2 separate regions of the Mus musculus genome follow, and region 2 is linked to region 1. The links are chromatin contacts, called in public promoter capture Hi-C maps. All regions are on one chromosome and are shown on one strand. The core of a region is the stretch at or near the end of the contact, and the rest is flanking DNA. Distances in the headings are between cores, read along the strand shown. Region 1 holds the start of Kcnq4 (potassium voltage-gated channel, subfamily Q, member 4). Region 2 holds the start of Nfyc (nuclear transcription factor-Y gamma).

Region 1 (6,993 bases), core at 2,699-5,198:
TGGCCTGAGTGAGCAGAGAGAATGGTTCTGGACAGGGAGTCTGGACTGAAGGTCTGGCCCTCTGCTTCTGCTACCAATTTGTCACATGACTTTGGTCTCCAGAGCCTTAGTTTTCTCAGAGTTGGGATGGGGCAGTCAGAATGTGAGAACTAACCTGGTCTGGTCTGGGTGTTCCGTGCTGGGATAACTTCTAGGCCAGGCTATGCCCTGTCTCACAAGCTTGAGGTAGGAGGTTGGGGTGGGGGGACTCCAAAGTTAGGAGCATACAGGCCCCGAGAGTGTGGCTACCCTCCTCCTCTTCCCATTCCCACAGTTTCTGACCCCAGGGACAAGGCTGAGGGAGGATGTTTACAGAGCCTTAAACCTTCACTTAGAGAAGTTTGCTGGGGGCTGGGAGCAAGGGTTGAGTGGTGAGGACATAGCAGTGGCCAGGGAAGCAGAGTGGACATGGGGGAGGGGCGTGCTCCCTCACAGTCCCTTCCATGTTTAGAACTCCAAAGGTGCTGGTGTGGTCTGAGGGGGGTACCACAAGGAGTGCGTCTGCTCCTAGGGACTCAGTAATGAGGACTTGGTAAAGTGCCAAGAGCAAGGCCTTGGGGGGGGGGGGCGGCGGCAAGGGGTATACATGCCAGTGGCAGGGGCTCTGGGGTGAAGGGGCAAAGTGGTAGGACTAAGGACCTAGAGACAGAGAGAGCCCAGAAGGGTCTAGTGACCCTTCGTTCTGCTCTTTACAAGGAGGAGACAGGATAGAACAGGCTTCTGCCAGTCACTTCCCAGAGGCACAGCTGAGAGCAAGAGAGGCTCAATTCTCCACCCGTAGGAGTCCTGGAAGGTGTGGGTCCTGAGAGACCAGTTGACTGGTATGAGGGAGGTATTTCAACCATCTTCCTTCCCAAATCCTCTCTCCTAGGCTCTTCTGTGGGGACCCCACCCTTGGCCTGGGACTCTGGAAACAGGTCCTAACTGAGGCTCTTAACTGATGCCCCAAGCATGGGAACCCCACCCCACTCAAAGGGAGTGGGGGTGGGGCTACGCTAGAAATGCTACCCTAAGCACTTCTTGGCAAGAGCATGCAAGACCCTACTTCGAGAGGCTGGAAAAGTCCATATCTGGAAGTCACAGAAAACAAGAGACACTTCTGTGTAGGCTCCCTCCCCACCCCCAGTGCTAGCACCCATTCCTAGTCCTCTCACCCACACAACTGTTCAGTTATCTCTTTCCCACCCATTAGCCCATTCATGAAGAAGTCCCAAAATACAGGATTTCTACCCACTCCAATGACCTACAGATCTAATGCTCAGAAAGGCTCTCAACTAACACAGTGCCCCACAGCACTCAACAGGAAGGGCCTTCTCAGTCTCCTTGACCTCCAAGATCTACAGCCAGTTCCCTGAGATCCCTAAACATCCAGACACTGTCACACCATGTGTCTTCCCCTAGGGCTCCAATTAACGCTTCCATCCTGAGCTCCTGGAGACAAGTGTTCTGGACAGGGCTGCCCCTAGCCAGGGCATTCCTGGCATCTGGAGAGAGGCGGATGTGGGGCAAAGGTGTCATCCGATTTAGCTCCTGGTAAGAAGGGAGGCCCCTCTAAAGAAGCTACAGTAGTGGTTGGTCAGGGTTAGGCTGTTTTCATCTCTACTTGACGGCCCCAGCCTGGGGCCAAGGAACTAAGTTAGGAGCCAACTGACTTCTCTAGGCCCTGCCATGACTTGGAAAAGTCACCTCCAGGGAAGAGCCTGTGGAAAGCATAGCTGTGCCCTGTGTCTTAGCCTCCCTAGGCACATAAGGGGCTCTGGCGTATTAATGTTCAGTGGACACTGGAGCCCCTAGTCCACCAGCATTGAACTATATCACTCCACTGACAGCTACATCCAACAGACGTCCGTCCAGGTCTTTTGGGTGCACTGAGATGTGGGCTGCCCCTGATTATTCACTGGGATCCAAAGCCTGGCCTTACACCCAGCAGAGTCTCAGCCTGGGGTCTCTGCACAAAGCCACAGCTGCCACTCTAAGTATTCTAAGTGGGTCTGTAGAAAGTTCCCTTTCTTTGTTCTTCCTGGTACCATCTTCCTCTTCCCCTGAGATTCTGTACCCAACCCCCCACCCCCCGGACTCATGGGGCAGAGGTAAGAGGGCATACAAGGAGGACAAGCAGAAAGACACGGGTGGGGAAAGCCAGATAGAAGGGTGGCCAAGCAGGTGAACAGAGAGATAGACAGATGGACACACAGACATCAAAATAAGTAAGAGGATAGGCCCACAAAGCACGAAGACAGACAGACCAACAGAAAGGCTGTGGGACAGACAGGTAGAGAGATTAACAGACAAGCTAACTCACACACAAAGGGAAACTCAAGTCTTGCATAGGGACAGATTGTCAAGTGACTATCAGGTGGACAAAGCGGGCTGCCCTGGAGACCCTGGAGCAGGCAGTGGTAAGAGCAGCTCATTGTCTCTCCCAGGCACTTCTCAGCATCTCAGCACCAGGCCCAGCCCTTTAACCGATATGGCCTGGGCCTCTCATGTTCCTGGTCCGACCAGGCCTTCCCCCAAGACTGCCTTCCGAGCTGCCAAAATTCACTCTCTACATCCAAGAGGGGTCAGTGTTTTGAAAGTTGTAGGAGCCTGCTGAGAGGAGGAGGGGCCCCACAGCGGCATTGTTTCCAAACATACCCCTCTCTTCTTTCTTTTTCCCCATGCTCAGAGCCAGGCCTAGTACAGCTGGCCAGCAAGGCAGGAGAGCTGGGCCCAGCCTTCAGGGCAAGGCAGGACAGGGCAGGGCAGGCAGGGCAGCCTGCTGCCTTGGGTACTTCGAAGTTGAGGGTGCGGAGCAAGACTAAAGAAGACACGGATAAAGTTGGAAACAGCACACAGGCCTGTCAGAGCCATAGGGACCCTAGACAGCCCTGATCTGGGTACAGCCTGTCTCTGAAGAGAGAAATCTCCAAGGGGACCAGGTGGGAGCACAACATAACTACAGAGCCTGAGGGGAGAAAAATAATGTAGGGGCTAGGGTCTTCTGTGTCTGGGACACAGGGAGGGTGAGGTGAACAAAAGATAAGGAGAGTCCCACTTTAGCGGCTTCGGACTTGGTAAAGCAGAGAAGAGCAAGAAGCTGAATGACGGATCAGAGCAGTGGGGCTCTGCGATCAGGATGAAAGTAAGGAGAGCAGGCAGAAGAGGTTAGACGCCAGGGCAACAGGGGTCAAGGCTGGGAGATCAGGGGTTAGGTCAGGCTGGGAGACCGAAAAGGGGGCACAGGCCCAAGAGGGGAACTGAGTGAGGGTCTGCCCCGGGGCAATAGGATAGAGAGGTGGAGCCAGCGCGGGGTGGCGGTCCCCAAGGAGTCTGGCTCATGCGGGGTCAGAGCCGGGGCACGTCAAGGGGTGCGGGGGCTCCAACTTACATGAAGACGTGGTAGACGAAGGCCCACCCGCGGGGCCGCTCCAGCACGTTGTAGACCCAGTTCTGCAGGCGGCGGTAGCGCTTCTGCGCGGCGGAGGAGCGCTGGCCGCCGCAGGCGGAGCCCGAGCCGGAGCCCGGCCCAGGGAGGGGCGCGCCCGGCGGCAGGGGGCTGCCCAGAAGGCCGAGGCGACGCGGAGAGCCGCCCCCGCCCGCCTCGCCCTGTTCACTCTGCACGGCCGTGAGCGCCACCAACTCCGCGCGGGGGGCGTCCCCGGGCGGGGGGCCCAGGCCGAGGCGGCGCGGGGGGGCCTCGGCCATGGGCGGCGCCGGACGGGGGACCGGGGCGTTGCGGGGCGGGGGCGCGCTCGGGCGGCTCAGAGTCGCATGGCTCGAACCCCGGGCCGGCGAGGCGACCCTGGGCGCGCACGCAGGCGGCGGGGGCTAGGGACCAGGCCGGGTCCGTGCGGGGTCCGGAGGCGGTCGCTCGGAGCCTCGGGGCCGCGGGAGCCCGTACTGACCGCCCGCTTCCCCGGCGACTGGGGCGGCTCTTTCCGACTCCAACTCTCTTATTACGCGCTCCATGCCGCTCGCCTTTCCACCTGCCGCCGGCGCGCCGCTCACATGTCACCCTCCCCCGCCCCGCCCCGCCCCTCCCCCGCCCGCCCCGCGGCCGCCTTCCCAAATCGGGGAGGGAGCGAGAGAGAAGAGCACCGGGAGGGGGACCCGGGTCGGACGCGGCGGAGCAGGGCGCGCGGTCCGCCCAGTCGGTGTGTCCCGGCCCCGAGCGCGTGGCGCGGGCAGCGCGCCGGGCCCCGAGGCCGGGCGTGTACGAGTGGTGTGGCCCTGGTGGCCCGCTCTGGGGAGGGAGGTTGGGACGCCTGGTGAGTGGTTGTGGAAAGTGGAGCGTGGAGTGTGGAGTTGTGGCCGCGGTAGCTCGAGGGACACTTACATTGTAGAGTGGAGGTGTTTGTGTCCAGAGAAGTGCCTACTTGTGAGAGTTGGCTAGCCAGCCGTGGGTCTGCGTGGGTTCAGAGTGAGTGGGTGGATGGATGGATGGATGGGTGGGTGGGTGGGTGGGTGGATAGATAGATGGATGAGAGTACAGAAGAGTGTGCAGAACCGGGCAGTACAGCGCGATGGGTAATGTAAGCGAGGAGGTGTGCCCGTCGGGTCGTGCCCTCGGTTTCTAGTGCAGGGTGTTTAAAATGCGCTGAGGGCCGAGTGAAGTTGGGACAGCAGCTTCCGTTCCTCCTGCTGTTGTTACTTGAAGGGCCCGGTGCCCTACAGCTATCGAGAGATGTGTGGGGTGGTGTAGCTCACAGTTGTGCCCAGATGCGTCTCTCCTCCCGTCTTGTTGATGAAGGAGGAGACCCCAGTTGATCACCCTGAGCAGAGGGGACGCTCCCTCCCTGATTACGTACCTGCCCTCATCTCCCCACTCCATCTCCGCTCCGTGGGATTCACACCCGCCACCCCCTTCTCCCACTCTAGCCCAGAAAAGCTTGTTTAGGGCAGATAGAAGTATAGAAATAAACGTACTAGGGGCCAGTATTAGGGGAACGGACAGAGCACTCCCAAAGGCCTATAGCACCCCACCAGGACTTTCTCTAGGAGCACCCCTCTCCAGCAAAAAGTTCTCGGTGCCTGACCTCCGTCTCCGCTGTGAGCTGTCTGGCCCCTTTTCCCTCGCCCTCCTGACCGTGTACTAGGTGATGATTCGGGTTTGCTGGCCCTCCTTCCTTCTTCCCCAGCCTAAAGCGATGGCCAAACCAGACGCTCCCGCTCCCTCCGCAGGCCCTGCCCCAGGGTGAAGCGCTTCCGCAGCAAACTCTTCTTCACTCCTCGGGGAGGATCTCGGGGGACACAGCTAGCTGGAAGGGGGGGGCGGGCTGCAAGCTCGATTCTCAGCTGTCAGCAAAGGCAGCATTGATCTGCTGAGCGCCAGAGCGGGAGGGCTGGAGGGAGGGCTATGGACCGTGAGGGTGGGTAGGATTCGAAGTTCCCAAGCTACCTTTGGCAGCCTGTACCCCAACCCCTAGCGACCCTTACCCTCCTGCCCAGCTGGGATGCATTCTGGGGTCTGACCTGAATCTCTCCCACTGCTGCTGGTGCTGGGAGTGCGCAGTGCTCCTGCATAGGTCATGCCCTGACCTACTGAGAACTGAAGGTTTCTAGACTTGGGGGCGGGGGGGGGGTGCGCACTATGGTTGCAAGTGCCAGGGCTAGATATAGCTATCTTCTCCCTATAAGCTGAAGCCCGTATATCCCCCACCCCATATATGGCATTGTCTCTCCTGACTGGTAAACTGCAAGTTCTCAATCAGAGGCCCAGGGATGGGACTCAAGTCAAGAATTCAAATTACACAACGGAAAGTGGCTGCTGGGGTCTTTTGAGGCTTTGATCTTAGCTGAAACGGAACTTGAATTCAGGTTGCCCTTATCAGCACTTGGGATATCTAAAATTGGGTCTGTTCTGGGAAATCTGATCCTCCAGTTGAGTGCCACCTATGAACCCATGCTCCCCTTCTCGTGTGGGTGATTGCCAAGCTTCCCTTCTCTCTGTGAATGGAACTCCGCAGGAGAGGGTCCTCGTCATTTTTTCCAGTTCATGGCCTATATTACCCCATCCAAGGCTGGGGGAAGGTAAGAGAACTGTAGTTCCTGTTGGGATGGAAGCTAGATTTCAGAAGCACCTACAGAGGTCCCAGAGGCTATCTTTGAAGGTCAGCACCTCGTGGAGGGTCATGTGCATTGATAGTAAGAGGAGGGAGACAAGAGAGAGTTCTTCCTAGGGTGTGGTGTGTGTGTGTGTGTGTTTGTGTGTGTGTGTGTGTGTGTGTGTGTGTGTAGGAGGCAGAGGAGAGTCCAGAGAGGACAGGTGGCTACTCTTGAGTGTTACTCAGTGGCCTTCCTGTGCCCATCCGGATTCCCAGGACATGACAGAGAACGGACTTTCCCCACAGCAGGCTTTAGTGACTAAGACACTTTTCTGAGCAAACAGCTGTCTCTGGCTCCCAGGTCTAGCCTCCCTACTGGAGGGAGGTGGGGTATGCTATGGCTTTCCACACACCATTCTCTAACTCCCACATCTATGCCCTTGACTCCACCCTCTGCAACTTCCTCAACTCTGCTTCCTCAGCTCCTTGGGAACCCTGCCTAGTCTTCTGAGCTCATCCCCTGACCCATGTTTCTCCCTGGCTCTTGAGTTTCCAGGGCTGTATAAGAACAGGCCAACTCCCTGATCTGCTGTAATCCATCACTGTCTCCATCATCCATCAATGGAGCAGGTATTGATTGCGAGGAAGGGTGGGGAGGGAGAGGGTTCCCATTTGCTGAGCACCAGCTGGGGGCCAGATCCTCTCCTTTACAAAGAACAGAGTCCGGTGCTTTGTGGGAAATGGGCTGAGAGGTAGGGACACTCACCCAAGGAGAGACAACCAGGCAGGGAGCTCACGCCCTCACTGGCTTGCACTTTCCCAGAACTCCTAGGCCCTGAGTGCCAAGGAGAAGGAATTCTAAGAGATGATTCTGAGTCTCTAGCACTGGCTCCTGCCAGGGGGTAGGATGCCCAGATCTGAGAGGATC
Region 2 (6,352 bases), core at 1,246-3,745, 78 kb after region 1:
ACATGCCTAAAAGCAGCTGAAGATGCAAGGGTTTTCCTTTTCCCACAACAGTCTGTGGCATCAAGGTAATACAGAGTTTAAATACAGGGGTTCCAGCAGGGCAGTGATGGCACAGGTCTTTAATCCCAGCACTCAGGAGGCAGAGGCAGGTCGATCTCTGAGTTTGAGGCAAGTCTGGTTTACAAGAGGGAGTTCCAGGACAGCCAGAGCTGCACAGAGAAACCTTCTCTACCGCCCTCCCCTGCCCGCACCTCTCTCTCGCACACACACAAAACCTAAATAAATAATAAATAAGGGCTCCAGCTGGTCTTGGTAACACCTTTAATCTCACCATTCCTGAGGAAGGAGGTGGATCTCTATGAATTCCAGACCAGCCTGGCCTTATATAGTGAGACCACCATCTCAAAAAGGAAAATAAAATAAGCTCCAGGTTGGCATGGTAGCTCACCTGGTAAGAGCTCTTGCCACAAAGCCTGAGGACTGGAATTCCTCCCATGGATTTCACATGATGGAAGGAGGGAATGAACATACCTACAAGCTGTCCTCTGACCTCCAGAATACTATGGCTCACACACTCACATGTACATAATAAATTAAAATGTAATAAAAATTTCAAAATAAAAAAGAATTAAGAGCTCCAAGATCCCAGAGTGGTGGGACTCTCTGGGAAATCTCATCAGTTAGGATGTGGATCTAGAAGAATCTGGAGTGAAAGGTCATTACCAGCTACATACAGAGCAAGCAAGAGTAGCCTGGACTACAGGAGAACTTGCCTCAAAAGAAAAAAGGTAAAGAAAGAGTAAAGAGGGAAGAGGAAGACAGAGAAGAGGAGGAGAAGGAAGGATATGAAGTGGGAACTCTAAAAGCAGTGTAAGGATGGAGAATCCCATCTGTGTCTGGATCTGGGCTGTCACTTACTAGCTGTGAACTTAACCAAATTCCTCGTGGTTTTGTCTTCCTTTTAGAGTCTCACATCTTACAGGCTGACCTCAAATTCCTGGGCTCAAGCAACCCTCTCACCCTAATCTGCACGGCTGCTCCCACAACAAGGACAGTACACCTGACTCCAGCAACTTACAAACTCTTGCTTGTTCCCTCACAGAATGAGGATGGCACTGCCAATATCTGTGTGACTGTAAAATATACTCATACACCCAGGTAAGCACGCGAAACAAGGTCTATTACTCCTGAGTTTGTCTCACCTGCCCTCTGAACTGAAAGTTAAGAGAGATCAATTTTAAGGGGGAAGTGGGGTAACTCAGTTGGTAGAATGTTTGTCTAGCAAGCACAAAGCTCTGATCCTATATTCTTCTTAGACCAGTGAAAATTTCATATATAACATCTCAAAACTAGCATGATCCCAAATCCTGTAACCCCCAACTTCCCAATTATGCAAATACATTCTACAGCTGACTTTCTGATTCTACTTAATGTAATGTTAAAATGGCATTCAGCCTCTAAAAGTTGATACACCTGTCCAGTGGGATCCGGCTGTTTACCTGTTTCCCACTCTCCATTTCAGAACCCAGAATGGAGTCTGGAGTTCTACACTAATCCTCCGGGTTTCAAAACCCAAATTCTTACAGCAGGCTCCCTAATCCGATTCTGTCCTTCTGGTCCTCACTCCCACTACTTCCATACCATGCACTCAGACTTCTACTCAGGGTCATTCCCAAGCTGGATCAATTTCCAAGTCTAGCACCCCTAGGTCTCGAAGACACTTCTGTTCCGTGTTTACAAAGCAGGGGCTTGCACACCCCATCTTGTAGTTGACCGTGCCTCTGGTATTAGTAGTGACCCCTCCCCGTTGCAGGCCACACGCCAGGCTACCACTCTCTTTCTCCTCTGGGCCTCCGGCTCCGTCCCGGAGACTCCCCGCCACGCTGGCATTAGAGGGACCGTCGCCCTGCCGCCAGAGCCTGAGCAGCTAGCATCCCGACAGCCGCCAATTCCTTCATCACCCCCCAGGCCGGAGCCGGCGTGACCAATAAGGTGCCAGGTCCGCGGCCTCCCCGCCGCCGACCAATCACGAGCGAGCCCCCCCGCCGTCGCCTTCCGCCAATGGGAGAAAGCCCGCGGGCCCAGGCGCACGGACCCCGCGAGCGCAGCCGCGACGACAGCGGCGGGCCCGGCGAACACATAACATGGCGGCGGCAGAGCCGACCGAAGTGCAGCGGCGGCCGCAGAGGGAAGGGAGCTCTCCGCCATTGGCGGGAAGCACCGCCCTCACTGCCGGCCGCCCCCTCTCTCTCTCCCCTCCTCACCCAAGCTTTCATACACTCACAGGCCTCTACTCCGGCGTCCAGCGAAGAAAGCAGCCGCCCCCGCGCTGCTGCGCCGTCGGGCAATGCAGAGGCCCGGGCGCGGCGGAGGGGAGGGGGAAGCGTGCGTCACGAAAAACCGGAGCGCGTGCGGAGCGGGGGCGCAAACAAGATGGCGGCCGCGCCGTTTGTACCGTCTCCCCTGCCCCTCCCCCCACTCCGCGCCTCGACTCCCAGCAACGCGTAGTGCGCAGCGGCTGAGGTGCCTGAAGTCTCGCGAGAATTGTCTTGCCTGGCCAAGCGGGATAGTGAGAGCGGAGACTTTTGGGGCCCCGCCCCTTCCCAGGGGCGCGGGAGGCGTTTCTCGGTGACCTCCGAGGACGTTCTATATCCTTGAAGCTCTCAGCTAGGATGCGCTCGCTTCTGGGTTTTAGGAAATAGTTTTCCGTGTTTTGTTCTTCAAGGAAATGAATGGTAGGGAGAGAAGAACTTCGCGGGCATGGAAAATTTAAAAAGCCGCCTGGGGCTCAGCAAACCGGACGACCTGAATTCGATTCTTGGAACCCAGGATGGACCAGAAGAACAGAGTCCTGAAAGCTGAACTCTGATCATTAATGTGCGACGCGCGCGCGCACACACACACACACACACACACACACACACACACACACACACACACCAGTAAGTGAAGAAATAAAATTTCCAAACAACCAAAAAGGTGACATTTTAAAACGTTAAAATTGGCATAAAAAGGGCTGGAGAGATGGCTCAGTGGTTAAGAGCACTGACTGCTCTTCTGAAGGTCCTGAGTTCAAATCCCAGCAACCACATGGTGGCTTACAACCATCCGTAATGACATCTGATGCCCTCTGGTGTGTCAGAAGACAGCTACAGTGTACTTACATAAAATAATAAATATTTTTTTTAAAAATTGGCATAAAAAATTAAAGAGTTGGGAGGTGGCTCAGTAAAGTGCTTCCTACAAGCATTAAGACCTGCATTAGCCCCCCCAACACTCCATAAGCCACTAGCACAGTAGTCTCCCATACCTGAAAGGCTTGAAAAGAAACCTGCCAGCCTAGCTAAATAAGCAAGCTCCTGGTTCAGTGGGAGGCCCAGTCTATACAAATAGGTTGGGGCCAGCGCGGTAGAACTGAAATTCCAGCACCTGGGAAGACGGAAGCAAGAGGGTCTGTGAGTTCAACGCCAGCCTTGTCGAGTTCCAGGACTTCCAGAATTACGCAGGGAAATCCTGTGTCAAAAAATAGGGTGAAGTTTCCACTGAAGACATCTAGATGTTGCCTTCTATGGGCGAATGCATTCCATGCAAATACATTAACACAATATGTATGGCTTGGTGTGGTAATACATGCCTCTAATCTTGGCACTTTAGGCTGAATATGGAAGCCAACCATTTTGGGGAGGTGGGGGTGGGGATGGGGAAGTGTAGTATTTCACAAGGCCTGTCTATAACTGGTTGTCCGGTGCTCATTATGTAGTCCACACTGACCTTAAACTCAGCTAAATCTTCCTTACTTAGCCTCGGGGTCCTGGGATTACAGACATAAACTACCATGCCCAGCACACACACACACACACACACACACACACACACACACACACGAAAAGAAAAGAAAAAAGAAAAGAAAAGAAAAGAAAAGAAAAGAAAAGAAAAGAAAAGAGAAAAGACAGGAGGCAGAGGCAAGCGGATTTCTGAGTTCGAGGCCAGCCTGGTCTACAAAGTGATTTCCAGGACAGCCAGGGCTACACAGAGAAACCGAAACTCTGTCTCGAAAAGCCCAAAAAAAAAAAAAAAAAAAAAAAGAATTTTGTTTTTACTGGATACCCCAAATAAGAAATTGTATTTTGACTGAGATGTGGGTGTAGATGAGGGTGAAGTGAATAATTAAAATGCCTATGGCCCTGGGAAAGACCTCCTGCTCCAGAAAGAAAGAGAGGCAGGCCTGAGGATGCAGTTCAGTTGGTAGTGAGTTTGCCTGGTATGGAAGCCCTGGTTCAGTCTCCACCATGGCATAAAACCTGGTGTGGTGGAACATGCAGTTAATCCCAAGACTCAGGAGATGACTAGAAAGATTAGAAATTCAAAATAGCTGGGTGGCAGTGGTGGTACGTCTTTATTCCCAGCACTCAGTGACAGAGGCAGGTAGATTTCTGAGTTCAAGGCCAGCCTGGTCTACAGAGTGAGTTCCAGAAGAGTCGGAATCTCTGCATAGTGAATTTCAGGACAGGGCAGAGAGAAACTCTTGTCTCAGGGTGAGGAAAAGTTCAAAAGCAAATTAACTAAATGGTTTAGCCAGTAAAGACACTTGCCTCCAAACCAGATAACTTGAAATCAGTGACTGAGACTCAAGGGGTATCAAGATAATCCTCTGCTAACTAACAGTTAAGGGGCGGGAAGGAAACTTAGGTAAACAAAGAAAAACTTGAGAAGTCTACAAATATTTGTTTGAAAATTATGTTTTTTGAAAAATGAAAAATTGGGGACTTGGAGAGATGGCTCAGTGGTTAAGAGCACTGACTGCTCTTCTAGAGGACCTGAGTTCAATTCCCAGCAACCACATGGTGGCTCACAACCATCTGTAATGAGATCTAATGCCCTCTTCTGGTGTGTCTGAAGACAGCAACAGTGTACTAATATACATAAATAAATAATTTTTTTTTTTTTTTGGTTTTTCAAGACAGGGTTTCTCTGTGTAGCCCTGGCTGTCCTGGAACTCACTCTGTAGACCAGGCTGGCCTCGAACTCAGAAATCCGCCTGCCTCTGCCTCCCAAGTGCTGGGACTAAAGGCGTGCGCCACCACGCCTGGCTAAATCTTTTTTTTTTTTTTTTAAATCTGTGTTCTGCTACACAGAAACTTAAAAAAATGTAAAAATTGCATAGAAACAGCCCAAATTACTAGAGATTATACTGTAATTAAGTATGGACAGTTTACAGGGGCTGTACCCTGCTTCCCTTCAGAGCCTAGAAATTAGGTTGCTCTTAGAATTGAAGTAAATGCAAGTCTACATAGTAGAGAAAATATCTACTTAAGAACTACCTACTTAAGAAATAATGTGCCGGGTGTGGTGGCGCACACCTTTAATCCCAGCACTCAGGAGGCAGAGGCAGGCAGATTTCTGAGTTCGAGGCTAGCCTGGTCTACAGAGTGAGTTCCAGGACAGCCAGGGCTATACAGAGAAACCCTGTCTCGAAAAACCAAAAAAAAAAAAAAAAAAAAAAAAAAAAAAAGGGACTGATCACGTAGTTCTACAACAGAACATGTATTCACTGTGCACAGCACCCTGGGGTCAATCTCCAGACCAGAAACAGTAGGAGGGACAAAAAAAGAGTCCATTTAGGATCCTAAAAGTAGCCTGTACTACTTCTTAACCCTTTGCTTGCTGATTTCTGACTACTATCTCCCAGGGGATGAGAGGGCAGTGAGCAAAAGGACAGAGACAGTAGCTATTTGTCAGTACTATTCTGATGTTTTAATGGTCAGTATTATCACTGATAACAATACAGTAAGCACAATAGATGAACAGGAGTCCTTGCTTGCTGTGAGGTGTCTATGGTCTTTGTGCCTCTGTCTCTAAAGCCTTTCCTGTGTGAATCCCTAAGGAATTGAACTTCCAACCCTAATCTCAGTATGAGTGGCCTTGTTTTGAAGTTTGGTTTATCAGTTGGTTGTATACATATATATATATATATATATATATATATATATATATATATATATATATAATTTTTTTTTAATTTAAAGATCAGCATGCAACAATGTGACCAGCCAGCTTCTTTCTTCTGGCCCCTGGCCTCCCTGTCCTGCTGCCATGTCTTTCCTCCACATAATGAATTGAAAACAGAAACAAAACCGGAGAAAGAGTCATATGGAACAAAGTGGTTCGGGGAGACAGATGACTAGGCTGTCCTCCAGTCCCCACCATCAGGCTCTATGTACCTACCTCTAAACTTTCTAACTACACAAGCCACAGACATTTCTCTTTGTGCTTATTACCATGTTAACTCGATCGCTCCAAAGAATAAAGACTTATCCCTGATTAATAAAGAAAGAAAGGGGATGTGGAAATG

The links. Capture Hi-C pulls out chosen DNA fragments and counts their contacts.
Region 2: a promoter capture Hi-C map of adipose tissue shows a contact between it and region 1. The contact joins the promoter of Nfyc here to the promoter of Kcnq4 in region 1. A contact is called at or near these places in 18 of 39 promoter capture datasets (the 3T3-L1 cell line, 3T3-L1-derived adipocytes, the C10 cell line and 13 more), 3 of 484 Hi-C or Micro-C datasets (embryonic stem cells and muscle stem cells), 4 of 115 datasets of contacts at active chromatin or transcription factors (effector CD8 T cells, embryonic stem cells and memory CD8 T cells) and 3 of 9 other capture datasets (adipose tissue, liver and pancreatic islet).

The regions. Positions count from the first base shown.
Region 1 is chr4:120,743,451-120,750,443 of GRCm38.p6, forward strand. Kcnq4 (potassium voltage-gated channel, subfamily Q, member 4) reads right to left here and starts at 3,949. Exons shown (of 14, transcript NM_001081142.3): 1 at 3,410-3,949. The coding sequence starts at 3,726.
Region 2 is chr4:120,823,246-120,829,597 of GRCm38.p6, forward strand. Nfyc (nuclear transcription factor-Y gamma) reads right to left here and starts at 2,496. Exons shown (of 10, transcript NM_008692.4): 1 at 2,285-2,496.